Linked DNA regions of Mus musculus: regions 1, 2, 3, 4, 5 and 7 are each linked to region 6. Evidence: chromatin contacts called from public HiChIP or PLAC-seq and promoter capture Hi-C data. All regions are on one chromosome and are shown on one strand. Each heading gives the region's core, a stretch centred on a gene start, on an enhancer-like site or on the middle of the called end of the contact. The rest is flanking DNA. Distances are from core to core; before and after follow the strand shown.

Region 1 (4,236 bases), core at 198-2,697, 390 kb after region 6:
GGGAATTGAACTCAGGACCCCTGTAAGAGCAGTCAATGCTCTTAACCGCTGAGCCATCTCTCCAGCCCAAAATACAGCATCTTATGTGCTATTTGTAGGGGGAGAATGGCCCAAAGTAGCTAAATTAGACAACGTTGGCAACGAGAACACAGGATACCTCAGACATACACGTCTATCTAAGGACGAATAGCCATAGGCCAGGAAGAGAGTAGGATCCCGACAAACTGCAACCCTCACTCCTGTGAGGCCCAGGCCCCAGCCTCAGACCTTGCCAAGTCTGCCTGTGGACAGTGACACAGAGCTGACATTCCTTTTGCCCTTTCACCCAGGCCTCTGAGAAAGCCTTGGATTGTCTGGCTCCCAAGAAGAGTTCCTACCCCAGGCTGGACTCCAACTTGCTAAGCCAAGGATGATCTTAAACTTCCTCCTCTTCCTGCCTCCACCTCCCAAGCGCTAGGATGAAAGCCTGCATGACCATTCCCCCTCCCCACATTAGATGCATAAGGATAGGAGTTTTCTTTTTCTCAGTGCCAATCCCTGTACTTAAATAGTGACCGACACTTAGGAAATGCTCAATCAAAAATGAATGAATCAACCAATAAGCAACGGCAGGGCTAGAAGATAGATGTTCTGAATAGCAAAGACGGCAGGCACATGCAGAGTGCCTGTGATTACTGGAGGTTTCAGAATCATAGGGCAAGGGACAGCGAGTGTGCTGGCTAGTCCTCTGTCAGCTTGACACCCAAACTAGAGCTCTCTCAAAGGAGGGCCCCTCAATTGAGAAAAATGCCTCCATGAGATCTGGCTCCAAGGCATTTACATAACTGGGGGAGGACCCAGTCCATTGTGGGTGGTACCATCCCTGGGCTAATGGTCCTGGGTTCTATAAGAGAGCAGGCTGAGCTGGGTGGTGGTGTGTGCCTTTAATCCCAGCAATCAGGAGGCAGAGGCAGGCGGATCATGTGACCCAAGTTTTCCCCTTATAGCTGGAACCCAGGCAGTTGTGAGCTATGTGGGGTCTGGCAACAGAACATGAGAGCCATCCATGGGCCTTTAACCCTGGACTGTGTTTCCTGGGTTTTCTTCAGAATCCTATTAAGAATGGCTGTCCACTATGGTCATGTGACCCAAGTTTTCGGAGGGGGGAGGTGGGGGAGTGCGTGGAGCATGGAGAGGGTATAGCTACCAATTCCTCTTGCTTTATGAGAGACTGAGCATCTCTTTGTGAGAGACTACACTGAGACCCTCCGGCCCCTGGTACTCATTAGGATTTTATTGCAAACATTGAAGATAATCCAGGGTCCTAGAGTGAGGGGTTCTTACACTGGTTCCTAGGATAATGTGATGCAGGGAGGATCTAGGACATCAGGGGAGTCCAAAGAGAGCAAAGTATCCCAGCGTAGGCACTAGTGCCCCCGCCCGCCCCAAGGCAAAGGAGGAAGGGGCGGGGCCTCCACAGGTCGATGCCGGAAGTGCCTCTCCGCCCCTGCTACTGGACCATGGAGACTGTGGCCCAGTAGAGACCTTAGTGTGAGGCTTTCAGGGGCGGCGGCCATGGAGGCCGTGCTGAACGAGCTGGTGTCTGTGGAGGATCTGAAGGTAAGGTCTGGGACGGAGGAAGGAGAAGGGCAGAATTGGAAAGGGCAGTTCCTGAGGAGAGCTGACTGAGGCTAACCAGTGCCGGTTTCGTCTTTCTTGGCAAGCTGAACTACGGCTCCCAGCAGCCTCTGCGGCATCCTGCTTCTTGTGGGAATCGGCTTCGTGTCCCTAGGCCTGACGGGAATTGTAGCTTCCCGGGTTTCAGCAACTCAGACCTAGGCCTGGGGTCTTAGTGTGATGCAGAGCTGGGAATTTGGGGTACTCGTGTGCAGGGATGGAGTAGTATAGTCACTGGTGTAAATTTTCGCTAGTGTTTAGTTCCTCACGGTGCTATTTTCACCGCATCCTTGTAGCTGTGTTTTCTTTCCTCTCCTAGAATTAAAGTAAGGCAGATCCAGGCCCAAAAGAGTAGGGTGGGACGGGACCAGCGGCCTCAAGGGAAAGGCCATGTAGGAGGTCGTTTAGCTCTGGGACAGTATGTTTACTCTTCAGACACTTGGGGTCAGCTGGTTTGGGAGCAGTGCCTCCAGCTGCCACCAGGTGGCATCTCCTCTTGGTACCACTAGGGGCTGGGTTCACGGACCTTCCGAAGGGGAGGACACAGCATGGGACCCAGGGGTGGAGATGACAGAAGCTTCGGGGTACCAAGATCTACAAGGGAAAGGCGGCAGGGAGGAAAATATGATCTAACTGGGATTCAGACATCAAGTTAGCTGGAGAATGATTGCTGCTCTTTGTTGCTAAATGGTCACTCTTCTCTCTAATGACAGAATTTTGAAAGGAAATTTCAGTCTGAGCAGGCAGCTGGTTCTGTGTCCAAGAGCACGCAATTTGAATATGCCTGGTGCCTGGTTCGAAGCAAATACAATGAGGACATCCGCAGAGGCATCGTGCTGCTGGAGGGTAAGGCGCTGGGCCCCACTTTCCAGCCGCCAGCCAGCCTGACCTCTACTGTGCTTGACCTCACCCCTCCAGGACCCTTTCCAACACAGAACCCTCACCTTACAGCACATTTGTCATTCAGTAACCACCAGTAACTTCACTTGGAGAAAGGGCTAGATTGATTCTCTACGTCCCCAGCATCTGAACAGTCATTCAGATGGAAAATGCTGTAGGAAAAAATGCTCTCAGGCTGGGGAGACTCAGTGCATCCTGTCCAGGCATGAAGACCTGGGTTCAAATCCCCAGCACCCACAGCAGCAGCTGAGTGTGGCCATCCGAGTCTGTATAGAGAGTAAGCTGGAATCAGCTAGAGATGGCTTGTTGCCATCTTAGCCCAGGTTCAGTTGGAGACCCTTTCTTTAGGGGATGCTGTGGAGTGTGAAAGCACTGGCCGTCCTCTGACCTCCATGCTTCCATGTGCACACACACAGTGTACACAAAACACTTCTGGTATAGTTACTAATTGCCGTTAATATAGTGTTTACGTTGTATTGGATAACAGTCATTTGGAAAATTCTAGAGATTTAGAATATCTGAGGGGCTAGTGGTATCAAGGCTGTGTGACCCCAGCACTACAAAGGTGAAGACACAGGAACATAGTTCAGTAGTCGAACATTGACTGTGGAGATAGAGGCAGGAAGGTCAGAAGTTCAAGGCCAGAGTCAGCACATCCTGACCAAATTTGAGGTCAGCCTGGGCTACATGAGCTCCCTGACTCAAAGAACACTGCATCTTTGGGGACTATAGGTGCATTCTATGCAAACACCGTTTAATTTTATAGACGGGCCTGCCGTCTGTGCACTTTGAAGTCTGGGGGCTGTGTTGGCATAGTCCCAGAGGCTGTCAAGGGACGACGCTGGGAACAGAAGACTGCTGTATCATTAGTCAGTTGACTTTGACACAGGACCTCTAACCTGTGCGTCCTGCTTCAGCTACCTCAGTGCTGCGAGTTCAGGGGTGCCGCCAGCTCTGGGGTCTCTAAAAGCAAATACTGTCCCCCTACTTTGATCAGTTTGGACTTTTAGGTTTCTTTTACAGTAGAGCACAGCAGTGGGAGTGGTGTCAGCATTTGAGTCCTGTTTGGAGACACAGTGCAGACCCTGAGGAGACTGTAGCACTGCACAGCTATTTAGTGCCGAAGTGGTGGCTGCCGCACCACGGAACTCCAGCGCTAGAGAGGCTGGGGCAGCCTGATGGGGAGTTTGAAACAAGCCCGGGCGGCATAGTGAGTGCCTATCTTAATACCGTCCTACGGGGATACACACACACAGAATGAAATGAAAAACAAGTCAGACAAGGGTCACTCAGGGAAGATGAGTTATAGGAAAGGGGGGCAGGTTGTGGGCCTAGAGTGGTGATTCACACCTTTAATCCCAGTAGTAGGAGGAGTAGCAGAAGTAGGAGGATCTCTGAGTTTGAGGCCAGCCTGGTCTATAGAGTGGGTTGTAGGACAGCCAGGGCTACACAGAGAAACCCTGTTTCAAAAACAAAACAAAAGCTCAGTCTACGGAGTGCATGTTTGCTGTGTATGAAGCCCTGCTTCAATTCCATTCCCAGCACTGCATAATAAGCCAGCCGTATCCCAGACCATTCAGGAGGTGGCAGGAGGAGCACAAGTTCGGGCATTCTCAGCAAGATGAGTGTCAGGCGGGAGGTGACCTTGCAGTAGGACCCATGGCTGCCAGTGGGAATGCA
Region 2 (4,136 bases), core at 1,046-3,545, 350 kb after region 6:
AAAAGGAAAAGAAATGGAAGAAAAACCAAGTCACTTGGTCTACAGAGAAAATTCAAAGCCAGTCTGGACAACTTAGTGAGATAGTGTCTCAAAAATAAGGCTAACAATGTAGCTCAGTATAGAGTGCTTGCCTAGAATCCTCCAGTGTGGGGATAGGGACAAATGGTTCGGCTGTAAAGTGCTTGCCTAACATGAAGGAGGTCCTGAATTCAACAGCTAGACAGACAGACAGACACACACACACTAAATGAGGGAAGGCATTCTTGCCTTTAATATGAAGAATAATCTGTGGTTTTGATGTGTCTTTGCTGTATCAGTGAAATACTCTCCATGTGTTAAGATGGGAGTCATTTTTCCTGCTGCAGGTACAGCCAACTGCTCCCACTGCAAAAGGAAAAGCCGCTGGCTGAACTGAAAAACACCCCTTCTCCATTCTGCTCTGTCTCAGTTCATTCCAATTCAAGCTTTTGGATTTATTTGTTTATCAAGTCCTGTGTAGCCCAAGCTGATCTCAAATTCCCTATGTATCAGAGGATAACCTCTTGCGCGCACCCGTCTTACCAGCAAGAACGACGCTGCAACAGGATCCTTCTGCCCACGTTTATTGGGAGAGCTTGATTGCAGAGGCAAAAAGATCCCAAGCCCAGAACTGGTGCTGCTTATATAGGCCTAGGAGAGGCGTGTCTCACACCCGGATTGGTTGTGCTTGGGTTATGTTTACCACCTCATTTGCATGCCTACATCTGATTGGTTAACCTCTCTCATCTGATTGGTTAATTTTGGTTAATTCTCAAAACCTCATCTTGGCAAAAGAACTTTACTGCCTATGTATGCATGGTGGCCAGCGGAAGCCAGCGCCACCCTGCAACGGCACATGTGGCTTCCCACAATAACCTTGAATCCCTGATCCTTCTGCCTTCACTCTCACAGGCCGCCATTACCCATGCCCAGTTTATGTGATGCTACAGATGGGAGCCAGATGGGCTTCCTGTTAGCCAGGTGTCTACCCACAGAGCTGCAGGCCTCTCTGTTGCTCTTTATACAGCCTTTGAAAGCATGCCTCTTGTTTCCAAAGCCTCAGTGTGGCCCAGGTCCACTTCAGGATTCCAGATACTCAGCCTGTGAAAATCAAAATGAGCTCCGTCTTCTACATCTATAGTCTTATCAGAGTTTTGGTCAGATTATAGAACAAAGGCCATCGTTATCCAAACCCTCTGGTCAGGTGGTTGGCACTGTCTCTTGGGATCCCAGTCTCCTTAGTTACCGTCTCTCAGTGTGTAGCAAGAGAAAGATTCATACCCAGGCCTTTCATTCCTATTGTGTCCTGGAGTGAACATTTAGTTTGAAGGTTAACTCAGAACAAGCCGTTAGTAGTTTTCAAGATTTCTTCCTACCGTATAGGTTATTGTCTTAGTTATGGTTTTACTGCTGTGAACAGACACCATGACCAAGGCAAGTCTTATAAAAACATTTAATTGGGGCTGGCTTACAGGTTCAGAGGTTCAGTCCATTATCAAGGTGGGAGCATGGCAGTATCCAGGCAGGCATGGTGCAGGAGGAGCTGAGAGTTCTATGTCTTCATCCAAAGGCGGCTAGTGGAAGACTGACTCCTAGGCAACTAGGGTGAGAATCTTAAACTCACACCCACAGAGGCACACCTACTCCAACCAGGTCACACCTCCAAATGGTGCCACTCCCTGGCCCAAGAATATACAAACCATCACATTTATGAAGTATGTATTAATCGTAATAGCCACAGGTTCCTTTGGTCTACTTTTGTGTACAACAAACCTTAAAGGAAGATGGCTGAAGACAGGCTAGCCAGGTACAAGCTCCACTTAGGATATGCAGTGTCTGAAACGGCTCCGAGGGTAAATATAAAAAAGGGACTTTCTAAATACTATTTAAGTACTTATAAGGCAAATACTGTGTTTGAATTCTCCTTAAAGGCGTGGCTAGTAATCAATGGACTACGTTTCCCATAGCTCCTGTGGCAGCTTCTCTGCATTTCCTAGAAGGCTGTTCGCCCTTTGCTCTGGCCCTGATCATCCGTGGGAAGAAAAAATGGCAATGTATTCGTCAGCATTGTTTAAGTCAAATATCGTCTTTTGTCCTTTATCGTTCCCCTAATCTGGCTTCTGCTCCTTCGCTCGCTGGCTTGCAGAGCCCAAATAATCTGAGAATAGTCTCTGTGGCAACTACAACGGTTTCTAGGGCTACTCGGAGAAGCAGGAGGCTGTCCATGCCGAAGCATTCTGGGAGTTGTAGTTCTGGTTCCTTTCCAGGCAACGGCTTGTCTTGCTCTGCCTCCTCCCACACCAGAAGTGAGCATCAGGTGGTGGCGAGCGCGTAGACAGGGTGAAAGGTGTGAGGGTTAGCGACAGATCTGCGTATTCACCTTGCTGGTCACCGGCCACCACCACCTCGGCGCCAATGAATTTTCTGTCGCGAGCCCCGCTAACGGCTTGCCGCTGAAAACTCTGGGAAATGTAGTTAGGCGCGAGCAAGCTGTCGTTAGTTGCAGGTCTGAGGCGGGAACCGGGGCTCCTCATGTGTTCGCGGCTCGGTTCAGCCTTCCACGGTGAGGATTTTCAGCCGGGAAATCAGGACAAGACCTGGGACTGGATGCGCGGGAAGCCCAGCCCTGAGCCGGGGGGTGGGGGTGGGTGGGGGCGCAGGCCACCTCTCCAGTCCTGAAACCCCCCCCCCCCCCCCCCCGGTGATGTGACTCTGGGTTAACCGTCTAGTTCCTTCACGTTGTCCGGAATAGCAGAATGGATCCTGGTGATCGGAGCAATTAGGTGCTGTCCATGGGCTGGGGAGATGACACAGGGGTAAGAGAGCTTTTGCAACCTTGAGAAACCGCTCGAATCCCCAGCAGGGAGACAGGGACACAACCAACATGTGGGATCAGAGACCCTAGCCGCCAGCCTAGTCTACCTTCAAGTTCAGAGACGGACCCTGGCTCTGGGGAATGAAGCTGGGAGTAATAACTTCCTGTGGCCCCTGCAGTTGCACACGAGCTCTCAAGCATATGTCAGCATGCATACACCACACACAATAAGTAGTGATGGGTGCTGCCACAGCCACAGCCCTCCACTATTAAAGAAGAGGGAGCTGGGGTTAGAGTCGATAAGGTACCCCTCATCCATGGTCTAGCTGGGGCCGACAGACACAGATCTGCAGTACCTAGCAGTGTTTGCCCTCGGAAGCTTCACTGCTTCCTAAGAGCAAACGCGTTGATACTCCAGTAAATGACAAGGCTGGCGGGTGCTTTTGTTTGATTGGTTGGTTTTTGTTTTGTTTTGGGGGGATTTTGTTGTTTTCTGTTTTGTTTGTTTTTAGTCTGATGTTTGTTTTGGTTGTTGCCGTATGTATTTAGGGGGAGGGCATGTAGTGGTCAGAAAACTTTCTGGGTTCAGAAATTGATCCTTTCCTTTTGCCACGTGGGTCTGGGGGATTGCACTCATGTGATGCAGTGAGTGATCACATTTACCTGCTGAGCTATCTCACCACCTATCTTGGTTTTGTTTGAAATAAGGTCTGTATATGTAACCCTAGGCTGGCTTGGAACTTATAGTCATCCTCCTGCCTCAGCTTCCCCCAGTCCTGGGATTACAGACTTTAGGGAAATCATGATTAAAAATAAATAAATAGCCAGGCTGGTTGCACATGCGTGCGATTCCAGTGCTCACAAGGTAGAGACGGGGAAGTCAAGACTAATTTGAGGCTAGCCTGATCTACATAACAAGATGCAGACCAGGCAGGGCTACATAGTGAAACCTTGTCCCCTTCCATCACTAAAAAAAAAAAGAAGAGTGGGAGAGTGAAAGGACCAGCCATGTAAAGGTGCTTACCACCGAGCCGGACAGCCTGACGTCAGAGTCAATCCCCAGCACCCACACACGGAACAAAGCAAGGTACAGTGGGCCACACTTGTCACCCCCACGTCCTGCTGGGGAAGTTGGCTGGCCAACCGCCCCAGTCAAATGAGGGATCATGAATTAGGATATCAAGAGACCAGGTCTCACAAAACAAAGTGGACAGTGACTTTGGAAGGTCACCTAAGGTTGGTTGACCTCTGGCCACCACATGCACCTGCGCAAATATAAACACCAGCCTTCGTTTGTACATGG
Region 3 (3,986 bases), core at 1,447-3,946, 460 kb after region 6:
TGCAAGAAAATGTTAAAATGCAAGAAAATGTTAAAATGCAAGAAAATGTTAAAATGCAGAGAAGTTCACCACATAGGCATGGACACACTCCAATAGGCAGTAAAGGAGCTCTAGGAATTCACAAAGACACACACACACACACACACACACACACACACACACACACACACACACACACACACACTCAAAGCCAGGCACCAGATCTGAGTGCATACAAAGACCCCAAACATCACAGATGTGTCTACAATCCCAAGAGATTAGAATTTCACTGATGTGCCAACAGTCACACAAGTGGCAAACTGCAAGAGAAGTCTCTCCCTCCATTTAAACTGGGGCCATATCCACCCAGTCTTCACGTGCTTCTCCCTGTTTCTTCTCCTTTTCTTCTCTGCTTTAGGTCCTTTTAATCTCTGTCCAGAGAAGCACACACGCGTATATGCAACATGAGGGTGCTTGTGTATGCATGCAAGCACACAGGTATAGGGTTCCTTTAGTGTGTCCATCTCCTTTCCCTGGAACTCAAACTTAGATTCTCACTCCCATCAGGCAGTCCTTTTGTCGAGCTCTCTCCCCCTCCCTTCTCTCTCTAAAGGTTTCCCCTCCCCCTCTCTGAACCACCAGCTTTCTGATTCACCTTCCATAAGGAGGATAACGTGACCCCCCCCCCCCCAGCCCACGGCTCCAGGGAACCAGGCTGAGAAGATGAAGAAAGATGGGGAGGGAAAAGGGAAGGAGGGTCTAGCCACAGTTGTGTGTGGAGGGGTGTCAGATGCTGCTGTGCTGTTGTTTTTGTTGTTGTTGTTGTTGTTGGTGTGTCTTTAGGCACCCCTCCCTCCATTCTTTGGAATATCCACTGTCACCTTGGTTCTCAAGTTTGTTTATTTATTTTTCTTTCTCTCTCCTTTAGCCTGCTTCTTCAACCTGCTTCAGGTTCTTTTCCTTCCATCCCCCTGTCCCCATCTCTCTTCTCTTTCCTCTCTCACCCCACCTTTTCTCTGCAGAGCTGATGGGGTTTCTTCTGGGAAAGTCAAGCCACTGATGGAAGGGAGAAGCCACTGCTGGTTATAGAGAGAAAGCACGTGAGTGTGTGTGTGTGTGTGTGTGTGTGTGTGTGTGTGCCCGCGCGCGCGCCCTCGCGCGTGCACGAGCTAGGGGCTTAAAATGAGGGTCAGTAACAGGATGGTATGAGGGGGCTGACTCTGAAAGAGGTTCTGAGACCCTCCAGATGCCCTCCCCATTCTGGTTTCCAAAGTGTCAGGGTGCGGGGGGGCTTTGCGTGTGCCTATAAGCACCCCTGTGTCCGCAGTCCTTGTGTGTCTGGTGTGTGTCATTGTCCCCCCCCTTTCCCTGCCCACGCCCCCGCACTGCTCTCCGCCTGCACCGCAGCCCCCTCCAGCCTTCCTCCCTCCCCTTCATTCCTGCAGTAGCAGCTCCCGGGGCCACCTTTCCCTCTCCTCTACCCCCTCCCCATTTCCGTCCTCCCATCCCACCCCCGCCCACGTCTGGTCTCCCTTCACTGGACCCGGCTGGCTGATAGATTTTCTGCGCAATCTCTGCGTCATCGCCCCCCACTCCCGGAACCTCTAACTGTCCAAGCCCCCAGCCCCAACCCCTCTGGGCAGGAGATACGGTCGAAGGGTCTGATGGCTGAGAGGGTCCATCTCTGACGTTGCAATTCACCCCCCCCCCCCGGTCGCGTTCAGACCTCCCCTTTAAGCGGTAGAGAGAAATGGAGTTGAGTCACCCTCTCCACCTGCTCAACCCCCTCCCCACCTGGTCTGCTCTCGCCCTCCAAATGTCCTTGGGTGGGGGCTGTGGGGGAGAGGGAGACAGGCTGAAGGGTGTGGGAGAGTTGGATTAAAAGGGGGCACAACAGGAACCCCCTAACAGCCACAGCAGAGCCCGCTGGCCAGAAGGACAGACACACCTTTTTTTCCCCAACCCCTTCAGACACGAACTGGTTTGAACAGACACGACCCAAAGGCACACACATCGTCAATCTTTCCCTTTTCTCTCTCGACTAGGACCCTTTCCAAGGTGATTACCCAAACCGCAAGATCCACCCATCTGCGCTGACCCTGGGCGGGCATCCCGCACCGCAAATCCACCCCCTCCTCTCAGGTTCAAGTTGTCCTTGGGCGTGCTCCCTATAGACCATACTGTGGCGGAGTAGGGAGCCAGGCCCCTTCCCCTTTCAAACCCTTACCGTCCCCCCATCCAGTACTGATCTTTTACTGGCGCCCAATTAGATGCTGGCGGTGCCCTCTTCCTATTCTGCTCAGCAACGCAGGCTCCGCGCCGCAAGTGCTTTGTAACCCACCCTCCCGCCTTCTGGTTCCTCTGTACCCACCCTTCCATTCATTTTTACATTCATTCATTCATCCTTTTCTCCTCGTCCCTCCTTCATTCATTCATAGCCCCCTGCCCCGCCCGCCTCGACATTTCATTCATTCATTCATTCATTCATTTCCCGGAGCTCGGCTAGCGCACGCCCCTCTAGCCGAGGGCCCTACTGCGCAGGTGCAGGCCGGGAGCGACGCTTATCCTCCAATCATTGGACTTTCACCGTCCACCAGACACCCGCCCGCTTCCCCATGAATGAACATTGACGTCAATGGGGCGGGGCTATCCCACGTGACCCCGCGCGCTCCCCTTTATAAGGCAGAGGCGGCGCGGGCGCTGTCCAGCGTGCTGAAGCCGGAGCGAGAGCGCTGTTGCTGACCCAGCTGAGCCCAGCTTCTAGGACGCCAGCCCTCGACCATCGCTCATACTCCAGCCACGGAACAGAGCCAAGGCGGACCGGTCCCGACTTTCCCCCTGCCCCGACCCTCCTCTCCACCTCCCGCCGTCGTGACACCGGCTGGTAAATACTCCGCTGTCCATCCCTCCAACCCTCTTCACTCGTGGGCGTGAAGGGAGGATTTTCTTTCCATATGGGGTATTGAGAGCATAGCGGTGTGCCCCCGGGAAGGGTCTTTGGTAAAAGGGGAGTCTCTGCTTTTTTGTCGCTGATGAAGTCACCCACGCACCATCCGGGGAGTCCTGTGGGGAGGGAACAGATCCCCCCTCCCGCTTATCATTGCTGCTTAGTACGCGGGCGCTGGCTGAGAGATGACTTAGGGAAGGGGGCGACAGGAGGTACTGGGTACCCAGAAGGAGGATTGCGGGCGTTCTCTGCCCATTTGCACGACCCCAGAGATCGCCACATCTTTCTTGTTCTCTGCTAAACGTTTCTTTTCGGGTAAGGTTAGAGAAATGAGGGAAACCCCGGATTTCCTGCTTAAAGGTGGGGGGAGGGAAAGCAGAAATAGAAAGCGGGGAGTTCTTATAGAAATCCTCTATTTCTTTGATTTCTTCTATTTTTCAGTCTCTGGCAGCCCGTTGGTCATGAAAACCTTCACGTTGCCGGCATCCGTCCTCTTCTGCTTCCTTCTACTGATCCAGGGGTTGGGAGCAGCGCCCCCCGGGCGCCCCGATGTTTTTCCTCCTCCCCTCAGCTCTGAGCATAATGGGCAGGTAGCTGAGGACGCAGTGTCCCGGCCAAAGGATGACGGCGTACCAGAGGTCCGAGCTGCTCGGAATCCCGAGCCTCAGGACCAGGGAGAGCTCTTCCAGGGCGTGGATCCCCGGGCGCTGGCCTCGGTACTGTTGCAGGCACTGGACCGTCCGGCCTCGCCCCCGTCGGTCCCGGGAGGTTCCCAGCAGGGAACACCCGAAGAAGCAGCAGAAGCTCTGCTGACCGAGTCCGTGCGCAGTCAGACCCATAGCCTCCCGGCACCAGAAATCCAAGCGCCCGCTGTGGCCCCCCCTCGCCCTCAGACTCAGGACCGCGATCCCGAGGAGGACGACCGCTCAGAAGAGCTGGAGGCGCTAGCATCCTTGCTCCAAGAACTTCGAGATTTCAGTCCGAGCAATGCTAAGCGCCAACAAGAGACGGCGGCAGCAGAGACTGAAACCCGCACGCACACGCTGACCCGAGTCAATCT
Region 4 (3,937 bases), core at 609-3,108, 320 kb before region 6:
AAGAATCAATTAAATACAGGCAGAAATCTCTCTCACTTCAAGCCTGGTCTACATAGAGAGTTTCAGGCCATAGTGAGACTGTCTCAAACAACAACAACTAAGCAAACAAAACCATGATGCCTCACACTAGCCGAATGGGATTTTGAAAGATTTTTTCCCCCCCAGACATCTTGGAAATCAAAAGATATATATTGAAGGTGATACAGTGTAGCGGTTTCAGATTCCCCGTTCCTTACAGCCTCCTGGGGGAACCACTTATCTGGGGGGTGACTGCCCAAGTAGGAAGGGTGCTCCCCAAGAGGAGCAATTCCATCAGATCCCCTGGCAGAAACACTTATTTGGCACACGAGGTAATTCAGCTCAGGGGGCAGACAGAGATCAGGTTGATGAGATGGCTCAGTGGTAACAAGACGTGCGCCAAGCCTGATGACCTGAGTTCGGTCCCCAGAACCCATGTAAAGAAAGAACTGACTCTCGAAAGTTGTCCTCACACACTCACACACACACACACACACACACACACACACACACACACACTCATAAATAAACAAGCAAAAATTTTTAAAAATTCCACAAAGGGGCAGAGATGAAGCTCAACACTGGTCTGACAGCCCCACCCCCTACATCACCTCTGGTGAACTAGACTCTGGTTTACCCACGTTCACAGCCTCTTTGGGGGATACCCTGCGACTGTCCGATCACTGCAGACTTCTGACCTCAAAGACTCCACTGAGGGACTCTATGCGAGGGTGGAAGGGTAGGAAAGCCCTGGCGCGTCCCAGCCTCTGCCTGGCTCCGGCCCGCAGCCCTGGCGCGTTTCCTACACGCGCAGCTCACAGGTTCATCAATGGCCTAGGCCGAAGGGGCTGAATGGAGGGCACTAACCCGCCCCTTCTTAAAGGCGCCGGCCTGTCACCCTCGGCGATCCTCCTCTCAAACCCGGGGCTGCTCCGGAGCTCCAGAGTGGGCGGGTCACGAATAGTGGCCGTGGGAAAGAGGGCCTGGGCCGGAAAGAGAGTGTCCCCACGGGGTCACTGTGGCCCAGCGAGACCCCAGCGTGTAGCCATCACCCTCATGCTGTGTTGACCCACCTCCTCCCAGACCCTGGAAGAGACCTGAACGTCCCCTCCCCCCAGCATCGGATCCCTTCCTGTAGAGGACCAGCTGCGCTCGCCCCTCCAACCAGCCAGGGTCTGATGAGGGGAAAGGGGCTCAGCTGCTCCAGAGGTGGCTTCTTTCTCCCACCTCAGCTTCCCGTTACTCTCCACTTCTCCTGGGCAGTGGGTCTAGGATCCGATCCCAGAGGGGTTCATCCCCCTCTGTCGCGCGTCCTCCTCCCTCCCACCGGTGCACACAAAGACACGCTCGGACCCGGGCGCGTGCGACCGCGCTTCCCGGGGAGGCGGTGAGCACACACCACACACCTCATCACACACACACACACACACACACACACACACACACACACACACACCCTCGGGGACAGCTGGGCACCGGGTAGAGTAAAGGACCGTGGGGACAGGGAGCTGAGAACAAGCAGGCCGTACCTACAGGCGCGCAGCTTCGGCCGCGCGGGCTGGGGCGCCGGAGGAGCGCTGCCCGGACCGCGGCTGGGATCCCCGGACCCGGTGGCGCATGGCCCTCCGGGCCGTAGCTCCGCCCTTGGTGGCCGGTGGCGGCGGCAGCGGGGGTGGCTCCCGCTTCCCTGGCCTGCAGCTTGCGAGGCGGTCTTGGCGGTCCTGGTGCGGCCCCCTTGAGGTTCTCTCCCTCTTCAGGCTCCCGAGCTCCGCGCGCTCCGATCCCAGACTCGCGCGCCGCGCGCCCCTGGCCCTCCTCCTTGCCTGAGCAGCGCGCGCCTCTGGGCCCCGCCCCACCACTAGCCCCGCCCCAACACGCCCCCCCGCTTCAGGCCCCTCCTTTGCCGCACCCCCCGCCCACGCGGCGCGAGCCACTAGCCACGCTCCCAAGTCCTTCCCCAACCCCCAACCCCGGCTCTCTCTCCGGAGCCCCAGTGGCGCCGGCTAACCGCTCTGTCTTCCTCCGGACAGTGGCTGAGCAGAAAGACCCGGGTGCCCAGGTCTCGTTGCCAGTCGAAGGAATCCCTCTCGTGTGGGAGCGTCTCCCGAAGCCCAGGGTGGTGGCCCCCAAGGGCAGGATTGGAGGATGTTCTACGTGATGGGTCACCCCGGGCGTGGACACCCTATAAATGTCTCTGGGTTACTGAGAGTCAGACAGGGGCGGGCGCTGTAGGCCGACCCTCCGCCAGAGGACAATGGAAGCCTCGAGGAGGTCCAGATGTCGCAACCAAGGAAATGTCTGTCTGGTTCTCAACATCCAGGAGCCCAGAGCCACGCCCCCTGTCTTCCTCCTGCCCTCGGGGTGCGGGAAACCGCCCAGGATTTCGGATCTGGGGAAGAGCTCCTACACACAGGTCCTCCCCACTCAGCTTTACTCTGGTCCCACCAGGAGAGGTGTCTGAGGTCGTCCAGGATTCTGCGAAGTCCTCACTCTGGGTTGGCGACAGAACCAGAACTAGGTATTGCCTGGCCTGACTTCTCTGGTGGCGCTCTAGGGCATCCCGAGGGGTAAAGAGACCAGAGGAGATGGAATAACCTGGTGACTAGAGGCGCGGGGAGGAGTCAGATGGGGTTGACACATGCCCATAATCCCAACGCGCTTCGGACGGAGGAGGGAAGCAATAGTTTGAGACCAGCCTAGGGTACATACTGTCTCAAAAAGCCAAAAAACGAAAAAAACGACAAAACCCCACAGGTGTGTGAGGGGATGCTCAGAGGTGAGGCCTGTGGCTTCTGCAGTGGATATGGTCCCTTGGGCCTGCTCTCCTCTCCTCCTTGCTCCCCATTTCAGGGAGACTTCTGTCTGTGTTGACCTCAGGCTGTGATCTGCCTGGAGTGCCTCCATCTGCTGCCCTCCTCCCACACGGGGTGGCCTCTGACCTTTGTAAAGTCCTTTCACTCACAGGAAATCAGATTCACTGATTATTTTCCAGGAAGCAGCAGGGGTGGCATGGGGCTGGGGGAACTGGGCTGACATTGGAGAGATGGGGTGTGCTGAGCACATGGGAACTTGCTGGGGGCCACCGAAACCAGCCAGACCTCTGTTGAGGCCTGCCTGGGTACCTGTTTCTTCTCAGCCACACAGGGACCAGCAGCTGCCCTGTCTCTAGACCTGGCCAGCAAACACTTAATGAAAGTTTAGGCTGGAATCCAGCCATTGATTGAACTCATGTGGCTGTGAACCAGGAGGTTCCCAGTCAGGAAGGGTAGTATAGGGGTGAGAGAGAAACTGAACCCCTGGGTGGTCTGGCTATAGAACCCACTGTCCCCACTGCTTAGGGAGATGGGATGCTGGGGACATGAAAGAGGACTTACCTGGATCTAAGTTGTGGCTTAAATTCAATGGTGAGCTGTCAGTGACTGGCGAGGATTCTGGGATGGGAAACCCAGAATAAGACAATGGTTCTGATCTCTCAGAGGAGGAAGTGAGGAGTGAGTCTAACCCACATGAGGAACTGACAGGACACATAGAAGGAGGGTGGCAGTGATTGGCTGAGAGCAGCTGTCATGGAGATTGGAATGAGGTTTAAGGGTGACAGGTGCATCCGGGCTCCCTGAGGATAGAAGACTTTGGGGCCTTGGAGGAAAATCAGCTAGGACAGATGATAAGGGGTGCTTTTATGGTGGGCTCTGAAGGAGGGGCCTCCCTGGATGCAGAGATCAGAGAAAGCTTGGAATTAAACCTGACATGGACATAGCCCAGTGAGTCTTTTTTTAAAAAAATATATTTTATGTATATTAGTACCTTGCACACAAGATGGAATCAGACAGGTGTCAACTACTGTGTGGGTGCTGGGAATTGAACTCAGGACCTTCAGAAGAGCAGTGAGTGCTCTTAACCACTGAGCCATCTCTCCAGA
Region 5 (3,866 bases), core at 547-3,046, 400 kb before region 6:
AGCCCCTGCGTTCCAGTCCGAGTGTGCAGCTGAGTGAGGATATGCAAATAGCTCCGAGTGGTTAGGGTGGGTGTGGAGAGCTGTCTGCCTCCCGCTCAATCGTGTTGGGCCTGCAGGTCCTATAAGGAGATGAGACACCCTTCCCCTGTATTAGTCCAGGAGGCTCAAATTCATTCTCTTTCCTTTTCTTTCTTTCTTTCCTTTCTTCTTTATTTCTTATCTCTTTCTTTTTACTTTTCTTTCTTTTTTTTTTCATTTTTCCGAGCTCTGCCTGTCCTAGAACTTGTTCTGTGACCAGAGTGATCCCAAACTCAGAGATCCATCCATCCATCCACACTACCTACAAGTTGTCATTACCACCCAGCTCCTTCCTTCCTTCCTTCCTTCCTTCCTTCCTTCCTTCCTTCTATTTTAGTTGTTTGGTTTTGTTTTTTTGAGACAGGGTTTCTCTGTGTAGCCCTGGCTGTTCTGGAACTCACTTTGTAGACCAGGCTGGCCTCGAACTCAGAAATCTGCCTGCCTCTGCCTCCCAAGTGCTGGGATTAAAGGTGTGCGCCACCACGCCCGGCCCTTCCTTCTATTTTAGATAGGGCCTTATGTAGGCCAGGTCAGCCTCCAACCAAAAATATAACCAAGCATAGCTTTGAACTCTGGATGCTGCAAGGGCTGAGATCACACACCTGCTTTGCATGGTGCTGGGGTTAGAACCCAGGGTTCCTGCACGCTAGGCAGATTTTCTAGGGGTTCCATCCACAGCTCCCGCTGATCCCCTTTCTATTTTTGGGTTTGTTTTGAGACAGGGTCTTGCTGTGTAGCCCAGGGTGGCTTGGAACTTGGGACTGTCTCACCTAATCTCCTGCGTGCCAGGATGGCAGGCATCACCAGCTTCTGTCACAAGTCCATTCCTTATACTCAGAGGGCCTATCTTGGTCCAACCCTTGCCCCATGGGGAGAAGCAGAGTCTGGCCTACAAATTCCAAGCTCAGGCCAGAGGGGGCGGTGAGACAAGATGGAGCCCATAAGTCTGTCAGATAGCACCCACCAACTCTAAGATTGCTAGGCAGACTGAACCTTTTTTTTAAAAAAAAAATTATTATTATTATTAAAATGAGGAGCAGCAGAAAGATTAGGTCTGACAAAAAAAATTAAAAAAAAAAAAAAAAAGCCAACCCACGGCAAGGCTGTTAGACGAGCATTTCTCTTGCCAGGTTTGTTTGAAACTGTCTCAGGCAGCAGGTTATGGAGTCTGCCTGTTTTAACTTCCTCTAAACATCTGGGGCACGGGAACTGTGTCTTGTCACCCACGCGCCTGAGAGGTGGCAGTGGCCTGCCAAAAGCAGCCACCTGCATCCCTGTCCTATACTCTAGGGAAGTCCCTGCGACTGCAGGACCCGAGAATCAGCTGGCAGCCCCGCGCGATCCAAGTCTTCTGACACTGCACTCTACCAAGGAAGTCAAGGGATTGGGGTCACCAGGCCATCCCTCTGCCTCTCATCAGCCTGTCCCTTCCTCTCCACGCCATGCCTGCCCAGGGAGAAGCTCCATCTCCTCCTGTCCAGTGTCCCTGATCCAATTTCCCCGCGCCCCTTAGCTAGGAGGGGACCCTCTCCTGTTCCCCTTCAGACACCCCCCCCCCCCAGACAAGGATGGACGGGCCCACCCGCGGCCGAGCACTCACCCTGACTGTCCAGCCCTCAGCGCGCTTGGCTCCAGCTCACGGCTCCGGCTCGTGGCTAGCGTCTGTGTCGCGGCCGGGTGGCCCGGCGGCCGGGCCAGGGCGGAGGACCGGCCCCCTCCCTCTTTCCGCCCGCAGCCGCTGCCTAGGCAACACTGCGCCGCCGTCACGTGACCCATCCGTGGGGCCCTGCCGCGGACCACGTGACCTGAATAGCTGGTTGGGGACCGACCCCTCCTACAAGATCTAGGGGTCTTCACTTCACAAAGTGCTATCATCCTCGTGGGACCCAGGTGGGTGGGTCCAGGCGTGGGAGAGCGCTGCTCCTAGCGAGTGACACTAGGGGATACCCAGCATCTGTCGTGGGCAGCATAGAGAGGTGGGGACAGGGTGTGAGTGTTGCAGAGTGGGTAGAGGCGTGCAAGAAAGGCTCAGCCTGGCTATATCCTGGTTTTCTCAGCTTGTGCAGTGACACCATTCTACTGTGGTCACGCAGGTAGGTGGCTCTTGGTTCCAGCAAGGCTGTGAGAACCAAACAATGCAAGGGACATGTTCTCATTGCTGAGCTCTGGGCACCTCATGGATGGCAGAGAAGGGTCGTTTGGACGCTGCGGCGAGGCATGCCCTGGCGAACACTGAGGTTTTACAACTGAGAAACTCAAACAGGAACGGCTCTGCAGGAAGTATACACTAAGTATACGCTCAGCGCCCCAGTGGGTGCCTCGTGGCCCCTCAGAGTGCTCCCTATTTGCCCGGTACGCTTCTGCTTGCACGCTCTATATAGGATTTTTCCATCTGTCGCAAAAGCATCAGACTGTGACACATTAACCCAAAGGAAGGAAAAATTCCACTCGTATCCAAATTTCCTGACAACTGGGAGTGTATAGATGTGACTGTTAGCAGTTTCCGCTTGGGTTGCCAAGTCAATTCACTTAGGATAGGTGAAAGCAACTCCTCCCTCCTGGCGCTGACCCCTCCTGACAGCGTGGGCCATCATAAGGCTCCACGTGTGCCTACATAAGAGGGTCTGAACCTGCGGGAGCCACGCACTCTCAAGGCAACTGCCTGGCGCCTGCAGAGCTGAAGTTTGAGTAAACGAAAACAGGAAGGAGACACTTGGTAAACTCCAGCCATTGCATCATGGATGACACTCTTTCAACAAGGGGTTTTTGCTTCTTGCGGTTATTAGGAAGCTTAGCTTTGGAGTAGGACTTTCCAGCGCCAGGCACTGAGGTTCCTCCACCGCCAGCACAATTATCTGGCATGCCTGGGCAAAAATGAAATGCCAACTGTAATTACCAGTCTGCCTAGGAGCCGCTTTGCTAACCAAACACAGGCAACAGCCCTTACTGTTGTTTGACTCACTTCCTCCTTAGAAGGGAGGAAGCCATGGTATCTGTCCTGTTGGAAGGAGGGTCGGAGGTTGGAGGATCCACAACCCCTGCCCCCTCTTAGGATCCCAGGGAGCTGACTAGGGGTTACCCAGAAGGTTCAGGTCCAGAGCAGTCTCTCCTGAGGGCACTGCATTGCTGTCTGGGCTGTCTGCCTGAAGTTGGTTGGTCTTGGCAAGTTACTTCCTTTACTTAAAAAAAAAAAAAATTAACTACATTTTATTTATTTAGTGGGGTGGTGGTGTGCACCACAATACATGTGTGGAGGTCAGAGGACAACTTGTGGCAGTTGGTTCTCTCCTACCAAGTGGCTGGAACTCAGCCTGTCAGGCTTGGCAGTGAGCGCTTTTTAGCTACTGAGCCATCTTGCTGGTCGGTTTTTTGATTTTCCTAGAAGCTCGAGGAGCCTGTCCTTGAACATCAGTTCTTGAATACACATAATGAATGTGCATAGCCTACTCACACAGGAGCCTCGTTCCTTGCTTTTCTATGACACCCAAACCTTACTATCTAGCACGCTCTCACAGTTTGTGTGGTCAGCTTGTCCAGCCCACTGGCTCCTCACTCTGTCCCCTTAGCTATTCATGCATGGCCTACCTAGTACGTTCCTCTACCACAGTCCACTGTAAAAACTGAATACCAAATACCCTGACACATTGCTCAGACTTCTGTAGTGTAACAAAACACCTGAAGCTACATTATAAAGACACACAGTTTATTTTGGCTTCCATTTATGGAAGCAAAGGTTTAGTAGTACGGTGAGAGCCCCCCTCCCCTGACTCCCTTACGCGGTGGGGGTG
Region 6 (3,874 bases), core at 266-2,765:
CCCCCCGCAAGCCAAGTTTTTCCCTTCCAAAGCTTCCCCCACAACCCCTTCCCGGGGAAGTCCCCGGGCGCAAAAAAGGGGGACAGATCCAGCTCCGCAGTCACTTTCACGCAGAAGACACACAAAAGAGCGCGGGGCTTGCGGGTTGGCCCCGGGACGTAAACAAACGGGGTGGGGGAGGGACCCGCCACACCGGGTAGCCGGTGCCCTGGCCGGGGCGACACCGGTTGACAATCCCTTACGGGAGTAGTGGAAAGAGGAATGGTGGCAGCTGGGCCCAAGGGGAACGATCAAGGAGCAGCCAGGAGCTCCAAGCCACCCGCCGTCTTCACGACAAGGGGCCACCCGCCAGCCTGGCCGTCGCCGCCACCGCCGCCAGCCGCCGGTGGCCGATCTGACCCTCCCCCGGAGCCGGCGGCACCACAGCGCCACCAGCTCCAGCTCCGCCGCGCCGGCGGGGCAGTGGCGGCGGCGGCGGCGGCGGTCCGCGACTCTCTCCTCCAGGAGACAGAGGAAAGAGAGAGAGAGAGAGAGACAGGCGCTTCACCCCCCACCAGCAACTCCCCACAAACTTTCCCCGGGAATACGACGGGGCTGAGCCGGGGGGAAGGAAGGACGTGACTGGCGCGAGGGGGACTAGCGTCCCGCAGCTCCCCTTCTTTGCAGCCCTGCCACCCCTCCAGAGCCACCCCGTGGCGCGTCCCCCTCTTTAGCGCGCGCGAGTTCCCACTGAGCCCCCGTGGGGGGGGGGGACCGCCGCTCCCCCCTCCTCTCCACCAGGGTCCCGCGACAACGACAGCGCGCGGGGTAGGCGGCGGCGGCGGAGAGGACGATGAGGATGATGATGGCGATGATGGTGGGGAGGAAGACACCCTCCGGGGTTGAAGGGGGCAGACACCGGGGGGCAAAGATGTTGGTGGCGGCTGGCGGCTCCGGCGCCATCTTGGGCTGATCGATGAATTGAACAAAGAGGATCAATTTCTGATCAAGCCGAGTGATCAATGAGAGCCGGGGAGCCCGAGGGACTCGCCGCCGACTCGGCCCCGCTCTTCTCCCGGCACCCCCCTCCTGCTTTCCCCCGTCGCCTCAGCACCCCCGCCAGGGCCCTGGCAGCCCGGAGTGTCACCCTCCTTCCTGAGGGAGGCCGCGACCGCCCGCAGCCCTCACCCCCCGGGCGCGAGGCCGAGCGCCGAGAAGCCTGACCTGCAGCTGCTGTAAATCAAAGCGCTTCCAATATTGAAACATCGATCCCACATTGGCCGCCATCTTGAGACATATTGAGACGGAGTGAGAGGCTGATAGAGAGGGGGCTGGAGTTCAGGAGCCGCCAGGAGGCAGCAGGCGGGCGGGCGCCAAAACCCGGCCTGGAGCCGGCCGCCGCCTCAGCCACCGCGGACGCGGACTCCTTCCTCCTCACGGCGCCGCCGCCGCTGCCGCCGCCGCCGCCGCCACCGCCTCAGCCATGGAGTCCGAAGCCTGAGGGAAACGCGGCGGCGGCGGCGGCGGCAGCCTTGACGCGCGCGCGCCGCGCTCTCTCTCCACAGCCCGAGCGCGGGCATCCGGGGCCCTCGCGACCCCTCACCCTTTTTCCCGCGCGCCCCGCCACAAGCCCCCCTCCCAGGCCGCGCTGCGACCCTACGGCGGCCCGGCCTCGAGGGGGCGCTGCGGGGTCTCCTCCGGACCCCGCAGCTCACCTAAAGGGCGCCCTCCCTCCCCAACACCCCCGCCCCCGGGAAGGTCGCGGTCGCCGGTGGCCAGCGCTTTAGGATAAGGTGCCCCTCGCTCTGCGCGCCTGAGGACAGTGGGCTGCGCTGCGGCAGCGGGGCGCGGGCGCTGCGCTCTTTCGCACGGTGCGCGCGGTGGAGCGAGCGGAGCCCACCTGCACAGCCGGCGGTCGGGACCCCACCGGCCAGCCCGCGCGCCGGGGCTGCGGGTGACCTCACTCCGCTCCCCTATGCGCTCCAGCTGGGGGACCTCCAGACCACAGCGGTCGTGAACAGTGTTTCATATTCAAGGAAGTGCAATTGTGTCGTGGTAAAGGGGGCGGAGGGGGTTGACCACCAAGCCTTGGAGCCTGCGGCTGCTGCCGCCGCGACTCCCATTCACGTCCTACACATTCCGTTGCAATCCCCAACTTGCACCGGGACACATCAGCGAGTGGCGACGGCCTCCCCACCCTTCAGAGCCGCTCCAGCGTCCGCCAGGACTGGGGCAAGTCTTGGAGCACAACTCTGTCCCAACCATGCTTCTGCGACACAACCCCAGAAACTTCCTCTGGGGTTCACACAACTCCGCGCCTCCGTCTTTGCAGGCAGAAAGTTTGAGAGCGTGCAGTGCACTTGAAACTGAGCGCTCGTTCCTAAGTTTTGAAGAAGAAAAAAAAAAAAAAACAAAAACGCTCACATTTAAACCGGGAGTGGGGGGAAGGAAGTTCTCTTTACATTTCCTTCTAGACCCAAAGCACGCGTTTCAGGATCGTCATCTTTAATGGATTTATTCACACCAGAGAGTTTGCGTTTACAGTAGGAACACAGTGTTTTCACTTTGCTGCACTTCGGTGAACGTGTAATTAGTTAAGACAAATCCCTAAATTCCTTAATCTTGAAAATTATATGTAAATAACGTCTGTATGGAACACCAAACATGACAGTAGAAAATAATTGCTCTCTGAGCCAAGTTTGAGGGCTTAGCGTTATTCGGTTGCGGTGAGATCGATATTTTTGGAGAACGAGGTTGGAAATGAAAGTCCCCCCGAGATTTAAAGAATACAAGTGTTCCCGGGTCTTGCAACTGCACCCAAAAGCCTCTGTGTCCATGCAGCGGTCGGGACCGGGCTGCACTCCCAAGTCGCAGCCTTTGAGGGGCAGAAGCCACCCGAAGCAGGTGCGTGGGAGCGCGCGGGCGTCAGGAGGCGCAGAGCCAACCTCAAGTCTGGATGCCGTGACGCGGCGCCAGGCGGGACACTGCGGACCTCGGGTGACCGCGAGCTGCAAGGGAGTCAGGCGCCGGAGCCGGAACGCGCGGGCGCCCGTGCTGCAGCTCCATTCGCACCGCCCAGTAGAGGGCAGCGGCTCCCCGACACTCGGGTCCTCAGGGTACCCCCCCCCCCCACACACACACACACACACACACACACCACTGCCCCAATGCTCGTGCCCACCCCAGCTCCTCGTACTTGGCCACACCCTGACCGAGATCCAGGCGGGAAGCAATTCCTTTGCCACCTAAAGCTTCCTAGAGCTTACCCGTTTCTCCCTATCTTGCATTTTAAAGGCCATCTACGTTTGTGCGGTGGCCAGCAAGAACGGCAAAATTTGACCTAAAGGTGGCTAGACAAAATGGGCAGGAGCATTAAAACAAGCAAATTTCCTCTCGTGGGGAACGATCGGAGAAATGGTATGGATTTACCACAGATGTTCTCAATCTAATTATGCTGTCGATCCCCTGGGTTTGAACTTTAAAAACTGAAATATATATGACCTGTGTAATAGTGGGGAAAGACATCTGGTTGGAATTCAGAGTTCTGAATCCATGGCAATATTTTAGATATAAGTTTGACGGGTATTAAATACAATTGTTCCGTTTCTAGTTATGTTTATACTTTTGCATGTTAACCTGGCTGACATTGGGAGGCCCAGAGCTTAAGCTTTATTTAAATAAATTTTAGATTTCTCCTAACAGAGTTTGGGGGTTGTACAGACTTTATTGCCCTCGGCCAGGAAGAGGGGAGAAAAAAAATTAAGATAACTTCTCTAGTGGAATAAAATGTTCTCATTTCAAAAGATAATTCACTAATCAACAATTATCTTGAGTGAATGAAATAATAATGCAAAGACTTGTGACAAGATTTTAAAGAACGCATTTAAGATGTTTA
Region 7 (3,891 bases), core at 422-2,921, 360 kb before region 6:
GATTCAGGCTGTTTGTTATTTACATAAGGGCAGAAGGAAGATCTGCAGCAGGACCGGTCAGGAGGAAGATGGAGAACTGGGGGTGGGGGTAGCCACAGCAGTAACCCAGCACTGGGGAGGTAGAGGCAGAAGCATTTGAAGTTCGAGGTCATCCTCACACACATAGTGAGTTCAAGATCAACTTAGGCTACAGGAGGCCCTGCCTCAGAATGAGAGAGAGGAATGGGACCCTGCCTCTTCTCAGCTTTCCTGGAAGAGAGGAGGATGCTCAGAGGTTTTCTGCTCTCCAGAAAAGCCAGAGCACTCTGCCTAGCCTCAGGTCTCCATGATTAACGTCCACCTGCAAGGGCAGTGCAGAGACTTGTATGCTGGGCAGGGTGCATGGGGAACCGTTTCCCTTTCAGGGGTGAAGACTTTACACTTCCCCTCTTTCCCAGCATCTCCACCGACTGCAGCAGGGGCAGGAGGGAAGTTGCAGGAGGAGGTGTAAGATGGAACCTTCCTTGGCCCCTCACATACTAGAGCTGACTCCCTCACTTGCCAGGAGTTTCCCTATCCTTCAGGGATGCCATACTAGATCTCTCTGAGGAACTTCTCGTGATGGGACCCAGTGGGAATCCTCAGGATGGCCGTTTCAGTGCAGCTCTTTGTATCCTGAATTCACAGGTGACCTTAGCTTTTTTTTTTTTTTAATTTTGTAATTATATTTAGGTACAGAAAACTTAAGTGTATATTTAACCCAACTTAGTGGCAAGTTCTTTAACCTTTGCTTTTTCCAGCTTGGCAATGCGAGCCACAGACTTAGGACCCAGGACGTTGCCTTCCCAGTGGCGATGGATCTCGTCATATCTGTCATTATAATTGGTCCTAATAGCTTCCACCAGCTTAGCCAGAGCACCTTTGTCTTCCGAGTTAACCTGTGTGAAGGCAACAGTGGTGCATGTCTTCCTGTGGACTAGGTGCCCCAGACTGGCCTTTCCCTTGATGATGCAGTAGGGCACCTCCATCTTTCGACACGGGGCAGGTAGGAAAACCACCAGCTCAATGGGGTCTACATCATGGGCAGTCACCACCAGCTGAGCCTTCTTGTTCTCTACCAAGGTGGTGACTGTATTGACTCCTGCTCGGAGGACAGGTGGTCTCTTAGTTGGGATGTCGCCTTTGCATCAGCTTTCTTCTCAGCACGGGCCAGTAGCCTTTGCTTCTTCTCTTGCTTTGTCTCTGGCCTGTGCTTGTGGGCAAGCTTAAGCAGCTGAGTAGCTGTCTGCCTGTCCAGCACCTGGGTGAACTGGTTAATGGCAGGTGGGACTTTGAGCCGCTTGTAGAGGATGGCTCTTTGCTGCTGCAGCCTGATGTAGCGGGGCCATTTGACGAAGCGTGTTAGATCTCTTTTGGGCTGGATGTCCTGTCCAATGCTGAAGTTCTTGAGCCTCTTCTCGAACAGAGGGTTGACCACCTTCTTGGCTTCCTGCTTCTTGACGATGGCGGGGGCCGGGGCCACCCTTGGCCTTCTTCCCTTTGGGCATCTTGCTCGGCTGCTGGAGAGAGAGGACCTTAGCTTTTTCAGACTGAAGACATATAGCAGTCTTCTTCCTTGACTGCAAGAGTGTGGCTAGCTCTCCATCACAGTGCAGAAGCTCTGCTTGCCACATGGAAGTAGTTCAGCCTAACCACAGCCCTCCTTCCTCTTCTCCAGTGTTCATCAGTTGTGTGGTAATGGAGACGGAGCCCAATGCCTTGTACTTGATAGGCAAGGGCTCTTAAAGCTGAGCTATATCCCAGCCCCTCCCCGGGGGATTCTAGACAGGGGCTCTACCACTGAGCCACACCCCAGCCCCTCACTGAGGGATTCTAGGCAGGGGCTCTACCACTGAGCCACGCCCCCAGCTCCTCACTGGGGGATTCTAGGCAGGGGCTCTACCACTGAGCCACGCCCCCAGCCCCTCACTGAGGGATTCTAGGCAGGGGCTCTACCACTGAGCCACACCCCCAGCCCTCACTGGGGGATTCTAGGCAGGTGCTATACTGTTGAGCCTAGCCTTTGCCTTTTTTCACTCTTTTATGTACTTGAAGCAAACTGTGTGGATGCTAGGATACCAGACCAGCCTGGTTCCTTTCTTGGTAAGCCCTGTGCTTGTTGACTTGGCTCTGGAACTTCTCGTTATAAAGTATTTCCCTCTATTTCCCTACCTGCCTGCTCTGAGACAAGATCTTGATGTATATCTTAAGTTAGCCTGGAACTTGAGCCTTCTGAAGGCTGAATGAGCCAGTGTGTGCATTTTCCACCATCTTCTCGATTGCAAAATAGTTGATGAAAAATAGTTATTGTCTTCCTTATCTTTGTTCTTAGCTAGCTTTTTGGTTTTTTGCTTGAGAGAGGTTTTTCTCAAGTCCAGGCTGGCCTCAAATTCCCTGTGTAACTGGATGACCTTGAACTTCTCTCAACTACCTCTAAGTGCTGGGATTTCCTGCCTCTAAGTGCTGGGATTTCCTGCCTCAGCCTTCCCAAAGTAGCTGGGGCTGCAGTACGTATGAATGGTTCCTAGGTTCCTTCGTCACAAAAAACTGTGCAGTAGGGACCACAGAGTTGGCTCAGGGCTATGATCTCTTGCAGCTCCTGCATGAGAATCTGAGTTCAGATCCTCCCGTCCACGTCCGATGACTCAGAAATTCCTGTAACTCTAGCTCCAAGGGATCTGTCGTGTCATTCTCTTCTGGCCTCTGTTGTCATCTGCAGACACTTTTGGACACTGACATACGCACACCGATCCACGTATACACACACACACATAAATTAAATGAAATCATAAAAAAAGAACCTGTAGCCCGGTGTGGTGGCGCACGCCTTTAGTCCCAGCAGTAACAAGGTAGAGGCAGGTAGATCTCTATGGGCTTAAGGCTGGCCTGGTCTACAGAGTGAGTTCCAGGTCACCAGGGCTACTCAGAGAAACTGTTTTTGAAAAACAGAAAGAGAAAGAGAGAGATTTTATTATAATAATATGCTATATTCTATTTTATTATTAATTACTGTTAATCTCTCATTGTGCGTGATTAAAGTTTTATTATGTTTAATTTACTTACTCTGTGTGTGTGTGTGTGTGTGTGTGTGCGCAGGAGAGGGGTGCCCTTGTGCCACAGGAAATCTGTGGAGGACACAAGACAATAGGAGTCAGTCCTCCCCTTCCATTATGTAGGTCCCAGGGTTAGAACTCAGGTCAACAGATTTGGCACCAAGCACCTTTACCCATTGAACCATGTCATCAGCCCTCATTGCTCATGATTTATAAGTTGAATTTTATCCTACGTGAAAGTGTATAGGAAATACATGCTATATCCAGGGTTTCACACATCTACCAGAGGTCTAGGCACATGTCCTCAGAGACAAAAGAGGATAGAACAGGGCTGAAGAGATGGCTTACCAGTTAAGAGCACTGACTGCTCTTCCAGAGGTCCTGAGTTCTAATCCCAACAACCACATGGTGGCTCACAACCATCTGTAATGAGATCTGACGCCCTCTTTCTGCTGCTGTGTGTGAATGGTACTACAATGTACTTATATAATAAATGAATAAATAAACAAATAACCTTTGTAGTGACATGAATGACATTTGTGATGTTGGCAACAGCCCTCACTGGCCATTTCGAAACCCTTTCATCACCCCAGGCAGGAGCCCAGTAACTATTAAGCAATAACTGCCTTCCTCGGAGCTCCATAACCTCTCGCCAATTTTCCTTTTCTTTCACTCATTTGTCTTTTATGTATAAAAATCACTTTATTGTAAAGAACCCGCAAATGAAAACAATGTCACACAGCTTGATAACCATAGCTGCTCAAACAGGCTCTAGCCCAGACCCAGAGTCTACATATCCCAGTGACCTTCCACGCAGGTA

The links. Promoter capture Hi-C pulls out the DNA fragments that hold promoters and counts their contacts. HiChIP or PLAC-seq counts read pairs in DNA pulled down with a chosen protein or histone mark. Capture Hi-C pulls out chosen DNA fragments and counts their contacts.
Region 1: a contact with region 6 is called in a promoter capture Hi-C map of pancreatic islet. The contact joins the promoter of Fis1 here to the promoter of Cux1 in region 6. A contact is called at or near these places in 1 of 39 promoter capture datasets (pre-B cells), 1 of 484 Hi-C or Micro-C datasets (erythroblasts) and 1 of 9 other capture datasets (pancreatic islet).
Region 2: a contact with region 6 is called in an H3K4me3 HiChIP or PLAC-seq map of embryonic stem cells, with 11 read pairs. The contact joins the promoter of 4933404O12Rik here to the promoter of Cux1 in region 6. A contact is called at or near these places in 3 of 115 datasets of contacts at active chromatin or transcription factors (embryonic stem cells and pancreatic cancer cells).
Region 3: an HNF4G HiChIP or PLAC-seq map of pancreatic cancer cells shows a contact between it and region 6. The contact joins the promoter of Vgf here to the promoter of Cux1 in region 6. A contact is called at or near these places in 2 of 115 datasets of contacts at active chromatin or transcription factors (embryonic stem cells and pancreatic cancer cells).
Region 4: an H3K4me3 HiChIP or PLAC-seq map of embryonic stem cells shows a contact between it and region 6, with 30 read pairs. The contact joins the promoter of Sh2b2 here to the promoter of Cux1 in region 6. A contact is called at or near these places in 23 of 39 promoter capture datasets (the 3T3-L1 cell line, 3T3-L1-derived adipocytes, the C10 cell line and 13 more), 2 of 15 datasets of contacts at CTCF or cohesin (the NIH/3T3 cell line and pro-B cells), 12 of 484 Hi-C or Micro-C datasets (B cells, CD4 T cells, the P5424 cell line and 7 more), 30 of 115 datasets of contacts at active chromatin or transcription factors (the 230-238 cell line, DN3 thymocytes, the SCID.adh cell line and 20 more) and 4 of 9 other capture datasets (adipose tissue, liver, macrophages and 1 more).
Region 5: a contact with region 6 is called in a promoter capture Hi-C map of pre-B cells. The contact joins the promoter of Orai2 here to the promoter of Cux1 in region 6. A contact is called at or near these places in 10 of 39 promoter capture datasets (the 3T3-L1 cell line, 3T3-L1-derived adipocytes, the SN4741 cell line and 6 more) and 3 of 115 datasets of contacts at active chromatin or transcription factors (the SCID.adh cell line, effector CD8 T cells and memory CD8 T cells).
Region 7: a contact with region 6 is called in an H3K4me3 HiChIP or PLAC-seq map of bone marrow-derived macrophages, with 4 times the contacts expected there. The contact joins the enhancer-like site here to the promoter of Cux1 in region 6. A contact is called at or near these places in 1 of 39 promoter capture datasets (the SN4741 cell line), 15 of 484 Hi-C or Micro-C datasets (B cells, CD8 T cells, the N1E-115 cell line and 11 more), 13 of 115 datasets of contacts at active chromatin or transcription factors (the 230-238 cell line, the SCID.adh cell line, astrocytes and 9 more) and 3 of 9 other capture datasets (adipose tissue, liver and pancreatic islet).

The regions. Positions count from the first base shown.
Region 1 is chr5:136,960,630-136,964,865 of GRCm38.p6, forward strand. Fis1 (fission, mitochondrial 1) reads left to right here and starts at 1,448. Exons shown (of 5, transcript NM_025562.3): 1 at 1,448-1,599; 2 at 2,370-2,502. The coding sequence starts at 1,555.
Region 2 is chr5:136,916,851-136,920,986 of GRCm38.p6, forward strand. 4933404O12Rik (RIKEN cDNA 4933404O12 gene) reads left to right here and starts at 2,296. Exons shown (of 4, transcript NR_015555.1): 1 at 2,296-2,581.
Region 3 is chr5:137,027,599-137,031,584 of GRCm38.p6, forward strand. It overlaps Vgf (VGF nerve growth factor inducible), which reads left to right and starts at 2,697. Exons shown (of 2, transcript NM_001039385.1): 1 at 2,697-2,863; 2 at 3,368-3,986. The coding sequence starts at 3,388.
Region 4 is chr5:136,243,082-136,247,018 of GRCm38.p6, forward strand. Sh2b2 (SH2B adaptor protein 2) reads right to left here and starts at 1,859. Exons shown (of 9, transcript NM_018825.4): 1 at 1,548-1,859. It overlaps Gm30408 (a long non-coding RNA gene), which reads left to right and starts at 2,354. Exons shown (of 4, transcript XR_868600.2): 1 at 2,354-2,536.
Region 5 is chr5:136,168,860-136,172,725 of GRCm38.p6, forward strand. It overlaps Orai2 (ORAI calcium release-activated calcium modulator 2), which reads right to left and starts at 1,797. Exons shown (of 3, transcript NM_178751.3): 1 at 1,679-1,797.
Region 6 is chr5:136,565,975-136,569,848 of GRCm38.p6, forward strand. It overlaps Cux1 (cut-like homeobox 1), which reads right to left and starts at 1,516. Exons shown (of 23, transcript NM_001291234.1): 1 at 1,204-1,516. The coding sequence starts at 1,266.
Region 7 is chr5:136,210,275-136,214,165 of GRCm38.p6, forward strand. It overlaps the pseudogene Gm5050. Among named protein-coding and RNA genes, the nearest start is that of Prkrip1, 13 kb to the left of the region's middle. Within about 2 kb of position 1,672, at least 39 of the 459 cell types and tissues checked have an H3K27ac peak or open chromatin away from gene starts, as enhancers often do. A contact at or near this core is called in bone marrow-derived macrophages, where this site is marked.